Linked DNA regions of Dromaius novaehollandiae: region 1 is linked to region 2. The links are chromatin contacts, called in public Hi-C maps. All regions are on one chromosome and are shown on one strand. The core of a region is the stretch at or near the end of the contact, and the rest is flanking DNA. Distances in the headings are between cores, read along the strand shown. Region 1 overlaps C5H14orf132 (chromosome 5 C14orf132 homolog). Region 2 overlaps BDKRB1 (bradykinin receptor B1).

The links. A called contact is a pair of places that touch in the nucleus more often than the background predicts.
Region 1: a Hi-C map of liver shows a contact between it and region 2, with 4 times the contacts expected there. The contact joins two enhancer-like sites. A contact is called at or near these places in 2 of 4 Hi-C or Micro-C datasets (brain and liver).

What each region holds. Positions count from the first base shown.
Region 1 is chr5:16,711,188-16,715,426 of bDroNov1.hap1, forward strand. C5H14orf132 (chromosome 5 C14orf132 homolog) reads right to left here. Exons shown (of 2, transcript XM_064512112.1): 2 at 1-1,339. The coding sequence ends at 1,115. Among named protein-coding and RNA genes, the nearest start is that of C5H14orf132, 38 kb to the right of the region's middle. Within about 2 kb of position 1,769, at least 1 of the 2 cell types and tissues checked has open chromatin away from gene starts, as enhancers often do.
Region 2 is chr5:16,584,762-16,588,775 of bDroNov1.hap1, forward strand. BDKRB1 (bradykinin receptor B1) reads right to left here. Exons shown (of 3, transcript XR_010389327.1): 3 at 1,175-4,014. Among named protein-coding and RNA genes, the nearest start is that of BDKRB1, 22 kb to the right of the region's middle. Within about 2 kb of position 1,375, at least 2 of the 2 cell types and tissues checked have open chromatin away from gene starts, as enhancers often do.

The sequences.
Region 1 (4,239 bases), core at 519-3,018, 130 kb after region 2:
AGAGAGACATATTAGTATTTAAGCATTTGCAAATCTGTCAATTATCATACTTTAATGATGTTTATACCTCAGCACCTACCTGATCCTTGCACTCACTTCCTCATGACAGTAAAAGTGTCTAATCTTCCTTTCAACTGTATTCTTCTCCTAGACATTACTTGCAGTTAATTAAGCTTTACAATTTCCCCACATTCCTTTGATTCACCAATATGCTTATGGAAGTATATAGCTTCTGTGAGAAATCTAGATTACAATATAAGGAGGTGAAAAGCATGGTATTTGGCCTTTATTTCCTGGAAGGGACACCCCTGGGGACCACTGTTATCATTGCAATCCATTACCCCTAGACAGAACTGGGAGCTGCTCTGTTTAACACTCCAGCTTCTGGAGTGCAGATGGCCAGCAGACAGTCATACCTTGCAATAGCTGTGCCTCCTCCTGGAAACAGCAGACACGTTTAGCATCAATTCATATCTAGTAATTGATATTAAAAGGCAGGTGTCAGACAATATGTACCTGCCTGCCACAGCTTTAAGACTCACAACTTTGAACACAGTTGAGTGTATGCACGTGCTCTAGATTCACACACGATGAACTTGTACTCTATCAGAACCGAGCCAAAGACTACCATTACTCCATCTGGAAAACTAAGATGTCCAGCAAAAAATATAGAGCAATTTCATAGAGCGTTATCCCATCAAAAGCACAGTAAAAAAACACACAAAAAAGCTGACAACACCAGAAAAGCTGCTAGAAAAATCTAAACAGTAGAAAATAAGGACTTTCTGTATAAATCTCACTTCTTTTTTGTATTTACCATTCCCACACTGGCCTCTCTTTCATTACACTTCTATACAAAGCATGGACTGGCTCTGTTCATGATTAAAGCTCTCACCTCCATACAATTTGCAATTGCAACCAAGCCTTCTACCATCAAGATTCAAGGTAATTATTTTGCATTTCATTTCCATGACTGTGGCAGCACTTAATCAACAAAGTCCCTACTTATATGTATTTATATAGATATACATGTATATATACACACACACATACATACACACGACAAATACTGTTGCAGTTATCTTCACCTCCCGTGGTCAGAGTGTCAGTCATCCTAGAAGGTGAAGGCATACACCACTCCCACAACCACGATATTTCCAATCGTTGCAATTATTGCAATCCATAATAATATGGCATCATTTGAAGAACGGGACGTCTCTTCTGGAGGATTCTGCATGGAAGAAGCTGCATGGACGTTGGCTGATGAGTTAAACAAGGAGTACTCTGTACTAAAGTCCTCGTTGGGTGAGTCCATAAAGGCTCCTCCCATAACAGGAAGCTGTGAAGAAACATATGGCAAAATTGGATTAAAGGCTGATGTCCATATTTGCTTTATCTTAAAATCATTACAAAAAAGTAACAACTAGCCAACCTGCAAAAATATTATTTCATGTACATGGTGCTAAGCTGTCAGGAATCTCAAACACATGCACATGCATGTATTTTACATTATTTCTTCCATAACCTTCATTCTGCATTCAAATATCTCTATTCCATTTCTGTTAGAATCAATATGATTGCAGGAAACCAATAATATTACATGTAATTTACACAGGAGCTAGCACGCATACTCTGAATCAACTTAAATAATTTATAGATTCAAAAAGAAGAGCTACAGTTATCCACAAATTACGCCTATACAAAAAGGTAGGTTTACAGCACATCTGTTTTGTGACTAATGATTACCAGCAATGGGATCATGCTGCACAGAGGAATCAGGCAAGCAGAATGAGGAAGTGATGCAGGGAGTTCATTCTCCCTTCATGTATGGCTCAAAAGCAAACCCTTGATTTATACAGAGATCATTGCAAAAGTTCTTACTGTAAGAAGGTAACTGTAAGGTGGAGTGTATGCAGTGCTCTAAATTCACTTGCAAAACACACCACTGCAAAGATGCAGGATTCAAAAACCTATACAGCAGAATTCAGATTGGATTATGAAAAGCAAGACTCTCCACAGCAATGAAGTGGCAGATTTCCAGCACTTCTCCCACCTCAGACTTCTCCTACTGAGAGGTATACAGTTTCTTTGTTGTACTTGGTGGACTTATCAGCAGTACCAGAAGTTCTCAGCAAGATGGCAGTTATTCAGCATGAGACTATGGAAACGTTAAAGTAAAAAGGAACCATTTACTCTTGTCCTCATACAGGTTTCAGTTGTCTTCCCAACCTCATCTCAGATACCAATGCAAATTCTTCATGCTTCAACAACTGCTTTACCCTATGGATGGAGGTGCAAAGCCACATCCTCCCCCAAACGTATGGATTTCTTGATCAGGCAAGAAAAGGTTACGTACTGCAGGGCTAGGACTGTCTACTACTACTAAGAAAAGGGTCACATAAAAGCTTTTTGCTTTCATCTTTGTTCCTTGCACTTTTAGGAATGCAGGTCTGGGAGAGTCTGCCCTAGTTCACTGAGTCCAGACTCCACAGTCACATGCAGCTGGAGGACATTTTTTCAGAGAGAGAGCTGCAGAACATCTGCTTCACTAATCTGTAGATTCCCAGGACATACACTGCTGAATATCCTGCAAAAAAAAGCCTAAAATCTGCTGAGCAATCTCAGAAACCACAACTGATAGTACCACAGGAAGAGCAGGAGCAGTGAGGGGTATCCTAAAGCCCCAGGCCTCTGCAGTATTCAGTAACTAAAATCCCAGAGCATTATAGTAGGTAGACCAAACCAATGTCAGAACTGGGGAAAAAAAAAAAAAAAAAAAAAAAAAAAAAAAAAAAAACCCAAAAAACCCCCAAAACAGAACCATGTGTCCAAATATCTCTGCCAGCCTGACCTGAAGGGAAAAACCCCATAATGACTTCGATGACCCGTTTGACATCAAGCAATGAGTAAAACCTAGACATCAGTGCATCCTACCTACATCCTGCTTTTAGATGTGGTCAAATAACAATGCTTCAAAGAAAGCTTAAAAAAAAAAAAAAATCTGATTTTTATAGGCAAGTCATGTGTGAGAAATTGGAGACATCTTCCAACCTCAGCTTTGGAGCTACAGCTTCATGAGAAGAACCCACCTGAGAGATTTTTCTTCTCATAACAACTTTCAGCAGTTTTGAAACATGAGTGTCCAGGCATTTGGACTGTATGAAATAATACTTGCATACATCACACCATCAAAAGTACATTGCATTTGGCAATAAAAAGCTTTATGCACCAGCCAGTCTTCAAGGTAGACCTGGGAAAATACTATGCCCCTGACTTACTTGATGGGTGTGAGAAATTGGAGACATCTTCCAACCTCAGCTTTGGAGCTACAGCTTCATGAGAAGAACCCACCTGAGAGATTTTTCTTCTCATAACAACTTTCAGCAGTTTTGAAACATGAGTGTCCAGGCATTTGGACTGTATGAAATAATACTTGCATACATCGCACCATCAAAAGTACATTGCATTTGGCAATAAAAAGCTTTATGCACCAGCCAGTCTTCAAGGTAGACCTGGGAAAATACTATGCCCCTGACTTACTTGATGGGACACAGTCAAACTGCAATAGTAAAGAACACTACTAAGGTTTGGGTAGATTACACTGCTTTGTGTATATGACTAAGCTCATTAATTACTGAAGCTCATTAATAAAAATAACCGCAGGCCAGGCCTAGAAACTGAGAGCAAGGGAAATCCTATAGATATTCTGAGCCTATCAAAAACGGATTCAACAATTGCCTCAAGATAAGCATAGACCTGGGTATCCATAGGACTGGATGGCTGGGGGTGAGGGAAAGGGAGAGCTAAGTTTTTCCAGGAATGAAAAGAAGCAGTGGAATATCTGAGGAAACTGGCAGCCTATACATTAGGAGCTTTCTGAGAAGAGGGAAAGTTCGTTATGTGTTACCTTGCTAATAACAAATTGACTCAATAAGAAAGGTCTCTGCATAGGGGAAACCTATGGGATTACTGAGATGACTTTCCATGCTGACACTGAAGGTCAGTGGCAGAGCTGGGAATAGCATCTGAATTTCCTTACTCTTCATCCTGAGCTTTGATGAAATTTAGATTAAATACAAATCTTAATGTGTGTTGAGGGTTTACTTATGTTTAAACAGTGAGCTTGGGAATGGCTATAAAGAGGCAGAGGAACTGAGTTCTTGCAGGCTACAGCAGTCCATGTGACTAGATCTCCAGAGCCCCATTTCTGTTCTGCAGCATTTTCAGCCTGTGTCCTTG
Region 2 (4,014 bases), core at 125-2,624:
ATGCAACTAAAGGAGTAAGAAGAAGGAAGAGTGGAGGGAGCGATCAGGCTGGGGCAGGATAAACCAGCACAGTCACCGAAAGAAATAGCTGGGAAACTGTGGCCTCAGCAAAAATCAGTTACTTTGCCTGTTCATACACCATCCAGAAGAGATTTACCTGAGAGAATTCACCCACCCTTAAGTTGCCTGCTTCTGAGCACCTACAAATGATGTCATCCATCTGCATGGCCTATTGCTACTTTTAGAAATACAGTTTGATATTTCCTTATCAAGCTCACTCTCAAAGGTGTGATTTCTGCTAACCAAAACACAAGTAAGAAATCTCTTTTCTTCTTTTTCTTCTTCTTCTCTTTTTAAGTAATGGAAGAGCTCTGATTACCTTGCCAGTCCCTAATTATAATGTTGCCTAAATTATGACTGAAATGCACAGCAAAAGTAATATGTACTAATACAGTACGTGAATTGAACTTAACAAAAAATATTGAAAGATTTGATTCATTTTTTCCTGTTTCTCCGTAACATTAAATTATTTAATTTAATAGAAAAAAAGCCCTTGTTGTTCAGCATCTTGAAATAATGCTTTCTTATTTTGGCTGCATCTGCATTTGTGCTGGGGTAAGTAATACTGTACTGCATTGGTGAGATGGTATTGGTGCAGTTTTTATGTCATTTGTGATAGTTGCTTAATTGGTCTAAACTTTAGATTTTACTAGTAGCTCAAAGGATTGTGTGGATATGTGCAAAGATACGGTAACATGAAAATATGTGCAGAGCTGGTCTCAATTTGCTTCACTAAACCAGATTTAACTTAGCAAGTGCATTTTGTATGCTGTAATTATTTCTACATAGTTAAAATTTCAAGGCTTAACCGTGAGCAATCTTGCATGATGGTTAAACTCAGCTGAACAATTAAACAGAAGTTGAAGTAATATGTATGCTTAAGTGTTTTTCCTAATAAGGGAGAATATGCTTAAGTGCTTGAGTACTTGGTTGAAAAGGGACTTCAAATTCTATGCAAATAGATAAAATTCACAGAAGTATGTCTGACAGCTAATGACATGTTCTAGGTCACAGACTGCTGAAAGCAAGGGGATGATGCATCTACTCAGATAAAAGATTTTGTGAAAAGACACTCTTAGATCTTATCCATCAATCTATTTAATAGATGAGTTGTTATAATATATTTGTAAATTCATTAAGATTATCATAGGCAGCAAGGTAAGGTGATAGAAAGCAAAACTTTGTTGCAGTGGTCTTAGCAGGAGTTAAACACTTTAAACCCTAGTTCTTCCAGAAAAGCAGTAATTCACTTCTACCAGGAGAGGCTGCTCAGCAACTGTTTCTTGGCCAAGAGCCTCACTGCTTCTGTGGAGTTTCCATCCAGAAAGAGCATCTAGTTAAGCTTCAGCACTGCCAACACAGATGTTCACACGTGCTCCCGTAAGTTCAGATGGTTTGTTTGAGAGGTTTCTTTCTTCTGTGTGTGCATGCATGTATGTGTGCGTGCCAGCCCTGTCTCCCCAGGTGTTTTATAAGGATCTGAAACACCAGTCGTGGTTCTTCAGACTGGGGCAGAGTATTTCACTTAGTGGTAATGGGCCTGAGAAACTTTGAGGATATAGTTCTTCATCTCTCTCTGTCTCAGCTTCCCTTACGTTAAATGGCAATGATAAAACTCCTCTCACCATTATGGCTTCCCTCGTGCTGATAATGAGTGCCTTACCCTTTTGGGATGATAACAGAAGGCGAGTACTCTGAGCACTGAAGTTTTGCATAAGAAGGCCTCTTTAGGCATGTTTTGTGGTCCGTGTGTTCAGACATATGCCAGGTAACGATCTGCACTGAAGTTTCTGGGAAAATGGTAGGTTAGAAACAGATGTAAACCAGTTGTCAACCTGTTCAGATTGCAGGCAACTCTTGGTGTACCTGAAAACAGGGAGGTGTTTACATTTCTACTGGCAAAAATTCCTAAACAAATACCCTCTTCAGACAGTGCTTGAGCACGAGTTTTATAGCTGTTTTTAAAGAATTTGGTCAAGATCATGCCAGAAATTTGTAGAATACATTAACCTAGGCTCTCCAGTTGCAGATTAATGTCCTAAGCCCCTTTTTCTTCCTCTTTTCTGTACCACTTGTTCTAGACTAATTCCTTGAAACAGTCCTAACTTTGCTCCAAATATGAAAAAGACAGATATAATCAGTGCCTGAGGTGTAATGAGTGCCTCCAGCTGAGACTTTACATATCTTACGTGACCTTCAGTGCAGGGTTACCGAGCCACCAATAGTTCATCATCCCTTAAAAACAAAGAAGCCAGTTACTCTAGGGCACAAAGACTCTGTGTATACTCTCCTGCTATGACTCCGCTAGCCCCGTTTCCCGCCTACATGTGCTGTGTTAACTGAGAAGTGCTCATGGGGACAGGAAGAGAGCGCCCCTTTTAGAAGCACTCCCAATCTGGAGTCAAGATTATTGGTGATCTACCGAAATATAGCCCACACAGCAATGCAGCAAAGGCCGTGTTATTACTGCTTACCATAAGCAGGGTATGCTGTACATGTATTCCTCCCTAATCACAGAGAAATAGTGGAGAGAAACCCTGCACCATATTTTCACTGCCCAGTCCCATCCAAGTACCAGAGCTTGCCTCACTCTCGAAACAATGAAGGCAAAACTGCCTAGGACAATGTAGCCGTGGTTCCTGAAATGCTACCAAACTTCTTGGCTTTCCTACAGCTGCTCACAGCCTCTGCTCTGACATTCCTGGTTGAACTCCGAAACAACCTGAGCCTCTTTGGCAACCAGCTGCACCAGAACCTGGGCCATCACCAGCCAGACCCAGCGCGTCCTGCCTGCCAGCACTACACAGGTGCCTGCTGGCTCTCATTGCTCCCTTCAAAGCTGTCAGATATGACTGCAGCTAGTTCCTAGCAAGGCAAACATATTTCCTCAGCCACCAAGAAGCAGGTTCCCAGAGACATGAATGGAATCAAGCCTGCTTTTTATCCAGGTTCTTCTTTGGCAAAAGGTTTCTAGCTGGTTTCTAGGGTAGAATATTTTTGCTGTGCAGGTAAACCATCTTGGATGAGGTCTTCTAGGTGCTCTTTGTCTTATGGTCCAGGCATACAGCTCCCTTTGAGGTGTCTGGTCAGCTAGGCCAGGACACACAGCTTCTGGGGGACTAGAGGAGACTAGCAAAGCTGATTTGGGGACAGGCCATGGAAGTCCGGTCTCTTCTTATAGCCCTCTCAAGGGTGGAGGAACAAGGGAAGAGGGGTTGAATATCAGCAGTGATTTTTGGCACTTGCTGAACAAAGCACATGTCACCTGAAGACATGCATCTTAACTTGGAGTTCAGTTCTCCTGTTCTCTGTATCCTACCCTGCTGCAAGTATACCCCACAACACAAATAACTCTTCAGTAACAGTCACCTCTGCTATGTCCCTAGTTGACCCTCAGGCCTGAGACTCTGTGCTGGGGCCCATTGGCTCCCTTCAAGGGAGACCCTTCATCATGTAACAGAGACAGGAGTCCAAGGGCAGGGGCAGGGCCTGGGATCTGGAGCTCAGAAGAGGAGGCGCCCTGCTGCAAGCAGGCTGAATCTAGAAGGGAGAGTGCCAGCCGTTTTTGAGGATAACTGTCTTTCTAAGGCCATGGACAAAATTTGTGACTGAGCAGGGAACTGAATCCTGCTTGCCTGCATCAGAGGTGCTGAAACATCAGAAAAAATAACAGTAATAACCCCAAGTTCTGAATATGTGTTGGTTTAGTGGTTGCTGTTCTTCCACACCCAGCATGAGTGAGTTTTGACCGCCCAAACTCTTAACCTTATGAACGTGTTCCTGAGAGGAGATGATTTTGATTTACACTGACAAAGCATATAAGCTAGAAGAACTCTAGTTGTCTGCGTGCCATGAGTTATAAATGAGACAGTTCTGTTCATTCACTATCTTTAATGGGTGCAAAGCAGAACAACACACTATTTAAAAAAAAAAATCCTTCTACTTGTGCCACCT